3 separate regions of the Mus musculus genome follow, and regions 1 and 2 are each linked to region 3. Evidence: chromatin contacts called from public HiChIP or PLAC-seq and promoter capture Hi-C data. All regions are on one chromosome and are shown on one strand. The core of a region is the stretch at or near the end of the contact, and the rest is flanking DNA. Distances in the headings are between cores, read along the strand shown.

Region 1 (3,094 bases), core at 403-2,902, 590 kb before region 3:
ATCCAGCTGGAAACCTAGCATATTAGACTGGAGTTGTGGAGGAGCTTCGGACACTGATTCACGGCAATTGACAAATTGTACTTGGATAAGGATGTACTATGTACATCTTTAGAAGTCGTTCAGCAATGTCCAGTTTTGCTTAACTTTCTTCTCCAACTGTAAATGCTGAAGGTCATTTTCACTAAGATTTGTGTTAGTTACATATTATAACCCACCTCCAAACTTAGTGGCTTAAAGCCACGTGTTTACATTTGTATGGGTCAGAATTTGGGGATTAGCTCAGTTAGGCAATTTTGGATAGACGCGGGACACCTGTACACTAAATCACAGCCCTGAGAGTTCAGTAAGAATTACAAGCATCACACACAGCCTCCCTCTTTTCTTAAACTGATTCTCAGTACAGCAGACTCCAAGAGCCCAGGCAGAAGAACTGGTTTGCTCCCAATACAGATAACAAAGAGCACTGCAGCCTGGCATCTAGAGTACTTATCCATTCAATTTGCGTGCGTTTTGCAAGTTTCAGTCATGTGCCAGACAGTTTCCTAAAAAAGTGGAACACAGCCACGGGGAAAGTCGTTTCTCCTTTTGAGAAAAAAAAAAGAACAATTATAATCACAATGTCATACTTTTTAGAAGATATCATGTAATATCTAGGAACTAGGTCAGGCAGAAACAAAAGAATTTTTTAAATTCCTTCTTAAAGGATGACTTGAGCAAGAGAAGCTCTTTGATCTCATATTACTGTGGTACATACCAAAGGCTGGCGATGTTAACTGACAGGCACATGGGATGTGTTTATAATAATGGCCCTTTTGTGGTAAGAGAATGATTAAGGGTTTTCTAAGGAGCAAAATTACATGTAGCAGCATAGCAGAGACCTCAACAAAGATGTGGATAGACAAGTAAGAATTTGAGTTTTCTGGAAAACAATTACAATAAGAAATGTTATTAAAAGAGAAAATGTAGCAGTATTGACCTTGTGCGACTCCTCATATCTCTTATTCTATATTTCTAGCATAGCATACACGCGCATAATTTTCAAGTGTGGTGTGGATGCTAAGGAGGTGCTCCCTATCCAGCACCTTCCTCTGTCTCTGTCTCTGTCTCTCTGTCCTTGTCTCTCTCTTTCTCTCTCTCTGATATATATATAGTGTTTATAAATTGTACTTTCACTTTTACATTATAGAAATTTATTCAAATAAAGTAGGAAATGTAGTAGAAATTTCATTCTCAGAGGTAAAAATGTTCTTTGGATAAACTGATATTGTTCCACGTTCCACGTTCCACTGAGTTGTGAAAACTCTGCCTGACACTCAGACGCTAGTCTACACTTACCTTATGCCCACTGTCCAGTGATGGACTCTCAGGAAACACTGATCAGCTCAGGTGGCAGGAAAACACAGCCAAAGATGTGGGAAGCTGAAGCTGGGGGTTCCCAAGCTCCCAGGTGTCCAGTCGCCGCTGAACACCAGAGTTGGGAACGAAGGAGGCCAACAGGTACCTCAAGGAGTCCCAAACTCCTGGAGATACCACTGTGTCGTGAGAAGGAGGGAAGCGAAGAAGGCTGTGGGCTGAGGACAAGGCCTAGGCCACGGGGAATGAGGGACTCCAGCTTAGCTCGCCTGCAATTGCTCTTGGCTTAGCAGTGATTATCTAGGAGTGTGGAGAGGCCTTCTGCAGGAGGCAGACTGTGCGGCTCTGTAGGCAAAGGGTTTCTCCATGGCGATTCTTGATTTTAAAAAAAAAGTGTCTTTGGCTCCAAACTGTTTATTGATTGTTCGTCGTGAAAAATAGGTGCATACCACCTCCTTAAGGAGGACCAGAGATTAAATAACTTTTGCAGGAAGGGATGTCCAAGAAGGGAAGCTTATGGGCTAAACCCTCGGGGCCTCTAAATACTCAATTAGCGTGGAGAATTCTATCCTGATCTACATGAATAAAGCTCACATTCCTATGTAACGAGTATCCTGATCTACATGAATAAAGCTCACATTCCTATGTAACGAGTGTGGTCACCTGGCAAGAGCCTAGTCAGAAGCAGGTGAAGCTCCTGCCTTCCTCTCAGAGTTTCTATAGTTTCCAACTCACTCAACCATTCCAAGTTTCCTAGCACAGTCCACTGTCCCACAAACATATGAGACATCATTTCCTCACAGTTATATTAATTGAACTTTTATTATACACGTTGTTTTTCTTAGTATGATTTCATAGTAGCTCGGAAATAATAGTTTTATTGTGAAACTTATGGCAAGTATAATTGAATTCCCGACTCATCAACACTACTGACAAAAGAGTTACCTAAGTTCAGAAGTATTGTAGGAAAAACTATTTCCATTGGGAAGACCACCGAAACATACATTCTCTCTCTCTCTCTCTCTCTCTCTCTCTCTCTCTCTCTCTCTCTCTCTCTCTCCCCTGTGTGTATGTGTCTGTCCTGCTGTCCTGTTTGTCTGTCTATGTGTCTTGTGTGTCTCTGTGTGTCTCTGTGTGTTTCCCTCTAAAGAAACAATAGTTCTAACAATATGAACTAACCAGTACCCCCAGAGCTCCCTGGGACTAAACCACCAATCAAAGAAAACACATGGTGGGACTCATGGCTCTAGATGCATATGTAGCAGAGGATGGCCTAGTTAGTCATCAATGGAAGGAAAGGCCCTTGGTCCTGTGAAGGTTCTATTCCCTAGTATAGGGGAAAGACAGGGCCAGGAAGTGAGAGTAGGTGGGTTGGTGAGCAGAGGGAAGGGGGAGGAGATAGGGGATTTTTGGAGGGGAAACTATGAAAGGGGATAACATTTGAAATGTAAATAAAGGAAATAATAAAAAAGAAATGCAAAAAAAGAAACAATAGTTCTGGTTTAAAATTACGTATATATGCATTTAGACTTATAATTAAATAGTTTAAAATGTCCATGTTTGGAACTCATGGGTCTTAAACATATTCCAAAAGCATAATGCTGCTCCTATTAAGTCACATATCAGAACAGCAAACATATACAGAAAAAAGCTGGTATTCTTATATGAATAACAGAGAGGTCAGGGGTGTTGTTACCAATCTTTAAGGCAATAATATTTTTCCCACAAAATTCACAGAGGT
Region 2 (2,763 bases), core at 29-2,528, 560 kb before region 3:
TCTTCATGGTGATAGATGTAATTGGTGAGTTCATTCCCCAAATGAAACCTCTGCATGCTACAAACAGATAACAAGCATTACTGAATGCCCTCATTTAAGCAAATATTTTTTAGTAACTACTTTCTCTTATGTAACTAATGAGAAGCAAAATAAACAGGTAACTGTGGTATGCATTATGATAAAAATATATCTTATACTCTAAAAGACTGGAACTTTTGTTGGACCTCACAGCCAGTTAATATAATCCCTTGAGGCCACTTAAGTAAGACTGACATCCTCCTGTGTACTCAGCCTGTTAAGAAGACAGTAAAACAACCAACATTACTTGCCTTGCATTTCCAGTGTAACCAGCTTTTACAACCTAAGCTAAGGCATAGCTGTACTCTTAAAATATGTATTCTTTCATTTATCTGACCCAGAGAGCATTGCATGTGTATTGTGATAATCATTTTATAGAAACAGAAAATGGACTAAAAGTGGCCTTATATAGTGAAAATCCAGCATAAATACATGAAAACACTATTCAGGTACTGCTTAATGTTTGTTTCTTATCTAGGTTAGTTGGAGTCAGTGACTTAATTCCTTGTAAAATTCTGTTAAAGATTTCCCTGACTCCTTCCCCCCCATGCAAGACTTTCTGTATTGTTCATTAAAGAAGAGAGCAAAGCCTTTAGGTGGGGGCACACACACTCAGAATCACAGGGCCACAGACACAGGGACACCATTCATGCAGTTTCACATTTGGATAACAGGCAGGCAGGGACAATAAAAGACAGGAAGAATGAATTAGAGCATTCAAATCTGGGCTGGATCCTGTTTTAAAGGACACCAAGAAAGAGTACTTTTATTTCTGTCTTCAGTGCAAGACCCACACATTATTGATGGCTGAGTTTATTTTTAATGAATTCAAACATATGTAGGATAGCATCTCAACATATTCATATTTTAAATAGACATTAGCAAAAGTCCTTTAAGATCCTTTAAAATTACCCTAATGTAAGTTAATAGAAGCTCTCTTGTTCTATCAGCTCCTTTTCTTTAAAACACAATTTGACGGGTCTTTACTTTAAAACTTGTCCCTTTGCCTGCCTTTAATTCCTGTATGCTGTGACTCAGGCTGCAGCTACCTGAATATTTGAGGAGTATTGATATCTTATGAGACCAATGTTCAGTTTCCAATAGACTAGACACTAATGTTTTATTAGCATTCTTAGGCCACGGCGAAAGCATCTTGCTTGCCTTTACAAGGAGCGCTTGGCTTCTGCTCCTACTTCCTCTTTTCTTGTAAAGTTGGAAGAGAAGGGTAATTTTGCCTTCCACCAGGCTATACAGCTTTGCCTTTGAGTCCTTTTTGTAGTCTATTGCAATACATACTTACTAGATTCCACTCTCTGAGGTCCTTGGAAACATTTTTCTCTTGGTTCAATATGTAAGAACTCTGTGAGGCCATATATTTAGATAGTGTATCACAGGTTTTCGCTTCCTACATCCAAATAATATGCCTGATGAAGAGCATATAGGCCAAATTGCTGGGAATGTTAACTGTTAAAAACAACAACAATAGCAAAAAATCACCTGGCCTTTCTAAGTTGGAGGAAAAGGTTTTGCAACGTTTGCATCACTGCGTGCTTATGGAAGAGAAGATTTGCTGTGTAGGGAAGGCCTGGTGGGATAGCAAGCTGTGGCTGAGAGAACACGACAATGTCCTGCTCTGTCTCACTCTCTGCTTTGATGAGGATGTGCCAGATGAGCAACAGCAGAGGTTCAGGGTCCTCTGCTTGAGTGGTCAGGTAGGATTCAGTCCTGCTGCGAATCACTGCATATTGTTATTGACAAGCTTCCATCTGAAGACTCATGATGAAGCACAGCCTTGGAGCTCTCTGTGAGCTTACCATGGGGCCAGCATCAAAGGAAGGTTCATTTACAAATGCTTGTCACTGTGAATGCGCAGATAAACAGAATGTACCCTGTTCTAGTCTCTGGTTTTTTTTTTTTTTCCTTTTAAATTTTCTATTAATCTCCTATACCATCTGTATACTGCATTTGCTCAAAGGAGCTGTCTTTTGTCTGAAAAGCACTTTATATTTCAAATATGAGTGTATTCAAAACACAGGTTTGTTTTGAAAAATTTAACAAAGTTTAATTACATGCCTTGTTCTACATTAATAATGATCTGCATGAAGATCATCACATAGTGATTCATTTGATACACTTGAACTGTTTATTTTTTGTTTGTGTTTTTGTGTGTGTCTGTGATATGTATACATGTCTGTCCGTGTGTGAATCTATGTGTCTGGTTGAGTGTGCAAACCTCTGCACATGCATGTGGAGGTAACAGAAGTCTTCTTGCTCACTGCTATATTGTTAATTGACCAGTATCTCGCAGTGACCCCAGACCTTGCTATTGCAGTTACTCTTGTTAGTCAGCTTGCTTCAGTGACCCTTGTCTCTGCTGAAGGAGTGGTGGAATTACAGCAAAGCCTCCATGCCCTCCTGGCATTTAGGTAGGTGCCGGAGAACCCTCCACTTGCTTGGGCAGTAAACCCTTTTCTTTACTATTGAGCCATCTCCCCAGTTCTGGGATAATCTGAATTTCTTTTTTAGTTTCATTCTCAAAATGGAAATTTATATTATACATAACTACTTACTCCAACAAGAATAACCTTATACTATTTTTACTTCATATGAATGACAAATTTCTTGGCAGATAACTTCATTCTTTTTTAATGCTTTTTTTTACAACAAAAAAACATAAATTGGTCA
Region 3 (2,736 bases), core at 133-2,632:
ACTTCCACAACATACAAGTCAAAAATTCATAAACATATTTTTTTAAAAAAAGAATAAATCTTTTTTAAGATTTAAAAAATGAACAAGATGTAAAACAACTCCTCATTATAATGCCCTTTCTAAGTTGAAATTTTAAATTTTCTGGAGAATTTTATTGAAACCAATACTTATTCGGGTACCTATTCGGGTACAATCAGTACCTACTGGCTAACACAACCTTCTCCCTAACCACAGAGAGGGTACCACTACTGGCACCTAATAACTGCCAAATAACAACAAACAAAATGATTTCAGAGACAAAACTGAAATGTGTAAAGATTGTCTTTCAAACACACAAATTAGAAGGTAATGAAACATAAGATTGCTATTTTGGCTTAAGAAATTCATCTAAATTATAAATGTCATTCATAAAAATCTAAACTTCATCTGATGTCATTTTAAAAATAACATTAATGTCATCACGACCTCAAATAAGCTGCAATAAGAAACGAGTTTTTTTTTTCCATCCAAGAAAAGAGGATGACCACAAGTTCTGCCCAGACTAAGCTACAGAGTAAGATTCGTCTCAAAACACAAAAAGGGGGAAAATAAAATAAAAGAAGGGAAAACTTTCCGTAAACTTTCATTAAATGTACTATAGAATATTATCCAATAACGTATATGCTAATTTAAGTTTTTGATATTATTATCCACAAACTCCATTTTGAAGACTATCAGTGCTTTCCCAGTTTTTCTTTGCAATTCTTTTGAGTAATTAATTGAAGCAATCAGTTCAAACGATGAACAAGAAGAATGTCTTATCCCTAATACACTTAGGCGATGAAGAAAAGTTGCCATGCTTATCAATAAATATATTTAACACCATATTATAATTTCTATAATCGTTTGCTAAACCTTGGTCTCTGAAAGGATGGGTACGGTAGGAAAGTAAGACTGAAGAACAAGCCCCAAGTTAACTTCAAGTCAGTATGCAAATTACAAGTTACCAAGATTGCTTCAACAGCGCCTGGAAGGCGTCCCGTGACTTAGTGATCTGGGAGCTCTCGCGGCTCAGTTGTCCTTGTTTCCTTACAAATGTGTCATCTGACTTCTGACCTCTTAAGCTTTCTCGGGACAGCAGTGAGCTTTTCCAGTGAAGTTGAATGAATGCCGCCGTCCACTCTGGAGAGAGCCGGCGGGGACCAGGCCCTGACCCCCAACCCCCCCACGGGGCTCAGAGCTCCCTCAAGCCCCCATCAGCCCCCTCTGGAAGCCCGCGCTCACCGTTGTGCTCGCCGTACCCCCAGCTCAGCCTCGCCATGGTCCTCGATGGAGAGCCTGTGGCAGGGACACTGTGGACCTGTGGCAGGGCGCCCGCGCCAAGGAGCTGGGCGGGCCTGGGTGGAGGGCGGGGCCGCCCGCACCCCGAACCCGGGAACCCGAAACCCGAGGGCACGGTCGTCACCCGCAGGGGGCGCCCGAGTGGGGAAAGGGATCTGTGCTCAGCAGCCAGAAAGGTTTCCAATGGGGATTTCCTGCCTTCTGAGAAGTCCACCCCAGAAAAAGCCCTTCTGGAAATGACTCACCCAGGCAGGAGCTGCTGCTGGAGTTGGAGATCTTGTCTGGGAAATGCAGGGGACCTTGATGGAGGTGGCAGTGGTGATTACACATGCACATACATCAATGCCGATAGCTGTAATAACCACCACTTAAAATAAGAACTACTAGTTAGGAAGTGCTCACCTCCCCGGGCCAGCCCTCCCTTCCCCGACAGCTCCAGCCTTTCCATCTGCATAACTCACTTCTCTGATTCCTTTTTGCTTACTCCAGCATCTTGCAGACTTGGCCCTGCATAGAAGAAGCCAAACTTACTGGATTCTTGGTTCTTAACTCTTACTGCCATTCTGACTGTGCAAGAAGGAAGGAGTTGAGAAGAGAAGTGTGTGCGCTCCTACAGAACAGTAGAAACTCACCTTCGAAGACTGTTCTAGATATATGCCCAGGAGAGGTATTGCTGGATCCTCCGGTAGTACTATATCCAGTTTTCTGAGGAACCGCCAGACTGATTTCCAGAGTGGTTGTACAAGCCTGCAATCCCACCAACAATGGAGGAGTGTTCCTCTTTCTCCACATCCACGCCAGCATCTGCTGTCACCTGAATTTTTGATCTTAGCCATTCTGACTGGTGTGAGGTGGAATCTCAGGGTTGTTTTGATTTGCATTTCCCTGATGATTAAGGATGTTGAACATTTTTTCAGGTGCTTCTCTGCCATTCGGTATTCCTCAGGTGAGAATTCTTTGTTCAGTTCTGAGCCCCATTTTTTAATGGGGTTATTTGATTTTCTGAAGTCCACCTTCTTGAGTTCTTTATATATGTTGGATATTAGTCCCCTATCTGATTTAGGATAGGTAAAGATCCTTTCCCAATCTGTTGGTGGTCTTTTTGTCTTATTGACGGTGTCTTTTGCCTTGCAGAAACTTTGGAGTTTCATTAGGTCCCATTTGTCAATTCTCGATCTTACAGAGCAAGCCATTGCTGTTCTGTTCAGGAATTTTTCCCCTGTACCCATATCTTCAAGGCTTTTCCCCACTTTCTCCTCTATAAGTTTCAGTGTCTCTGGTTTTATGTGAAGTTCCTTGATCCATTTAGATTTGACCTTAGTACAAGGAGATAAGTATGGATCGATTCGCATTCTTCTACATGATAACAACCAGTTGTGCCAGCACCAATTGTTGAAAATGCTGTCTTTCTTCCAC

The links. Promoter capture Hi-C pulls out the DNA fragments that hold promoters and counts their contacts. HiChIP or PLAC-seq counts read pairs in DNA pulled down with a chosen protein or histone mark.
Region 1: an H3K27ac HiChIP or PLAC-seq map of embryonic stem cells shows a contact between it and region 3, with 5 times the contacts expected there. The contact joins the enhancer-like site here to the promoter of Car13 in region 3. A contact is called at or near these places in 12 of 39 promoter capture datasets (the 3T3-L1 cell line, the C10 cell line, the HPC-7 cell line and 7 more), 1 of 15 datasets of contacts at CTCF or cohesin (large pre-B cells), 1 of 484 Hi-C or Micro-C datasets (embryonic stem cells), 5 of 115 datasets of contacts at active chromatin or transcription factors (embryonic stem cells, large pre-B cells and stem cell-derived neural progenitor cells) and 2 of 9 other capture datasets (embryonic stem cells and macrophages).
Region 2: a contact with region 3 is called in a promoter capture Hi-C map of pre-B cells. The contact joins the enhancer-like site here to the promoter of Car13 in region 3. A contact is called at or near these places in 15 of 39 promoter capture datasets (the 3T3-L1 cell line, 3T3-L1-derived adipocytes, the C10 cell line and 11 more), 1 of 15 datasets of contacts at CTCF or cohesin (large pre-B cells) and 2 of 9 other capture datasets (adipose tissue and embryonic stem cells).

Annotation. Positions count from the first base shown.
Region 1 is chr3:15,229,284-15,232,377 of GRCm38.p6, reverse strand. No RefSeq gene overlaps it. Among named protein-coding and RNA genes, the nearest start is that of Gm33819, 74 kb to the right of the region's middle. Within about 2 kb of position 1,652, at least 16 of the 459 cell types and tissues checked have an H3K27ac peak or open chromatin away from gene starts, as enhancers often do. A contact at or near this core is called in embryonic stem cells, where this site is marked.
Region 2 is chr3:15,196,801-15,199,563 of GRCm38.p6, reverse strand. No RefSeq gene overlaps it. Among named protein-coding and RNA genes, the nearest start is that of Gm33819, 41 kb to the right of the region's middle. Within about 2 kb of position 1,278, at least 12 of the 459 cell types and tissues checked have an H3K27ac peak or open chromatin away from gene starts, as enhancers often do. A contact at or near this core is called in pre-B cells, where this site is marked.
Region 3 is chr3:14,640,373-14,643,108 of GRCm38.p6, reverse strand. It overlaps Car13 (carbonic anhydrase 13), which reads right to left and starts at 1,382. Exons shown (of 7, transcript NM_024495.5): 1 at 1,264-1,382. The coding sequence starts at 1,300.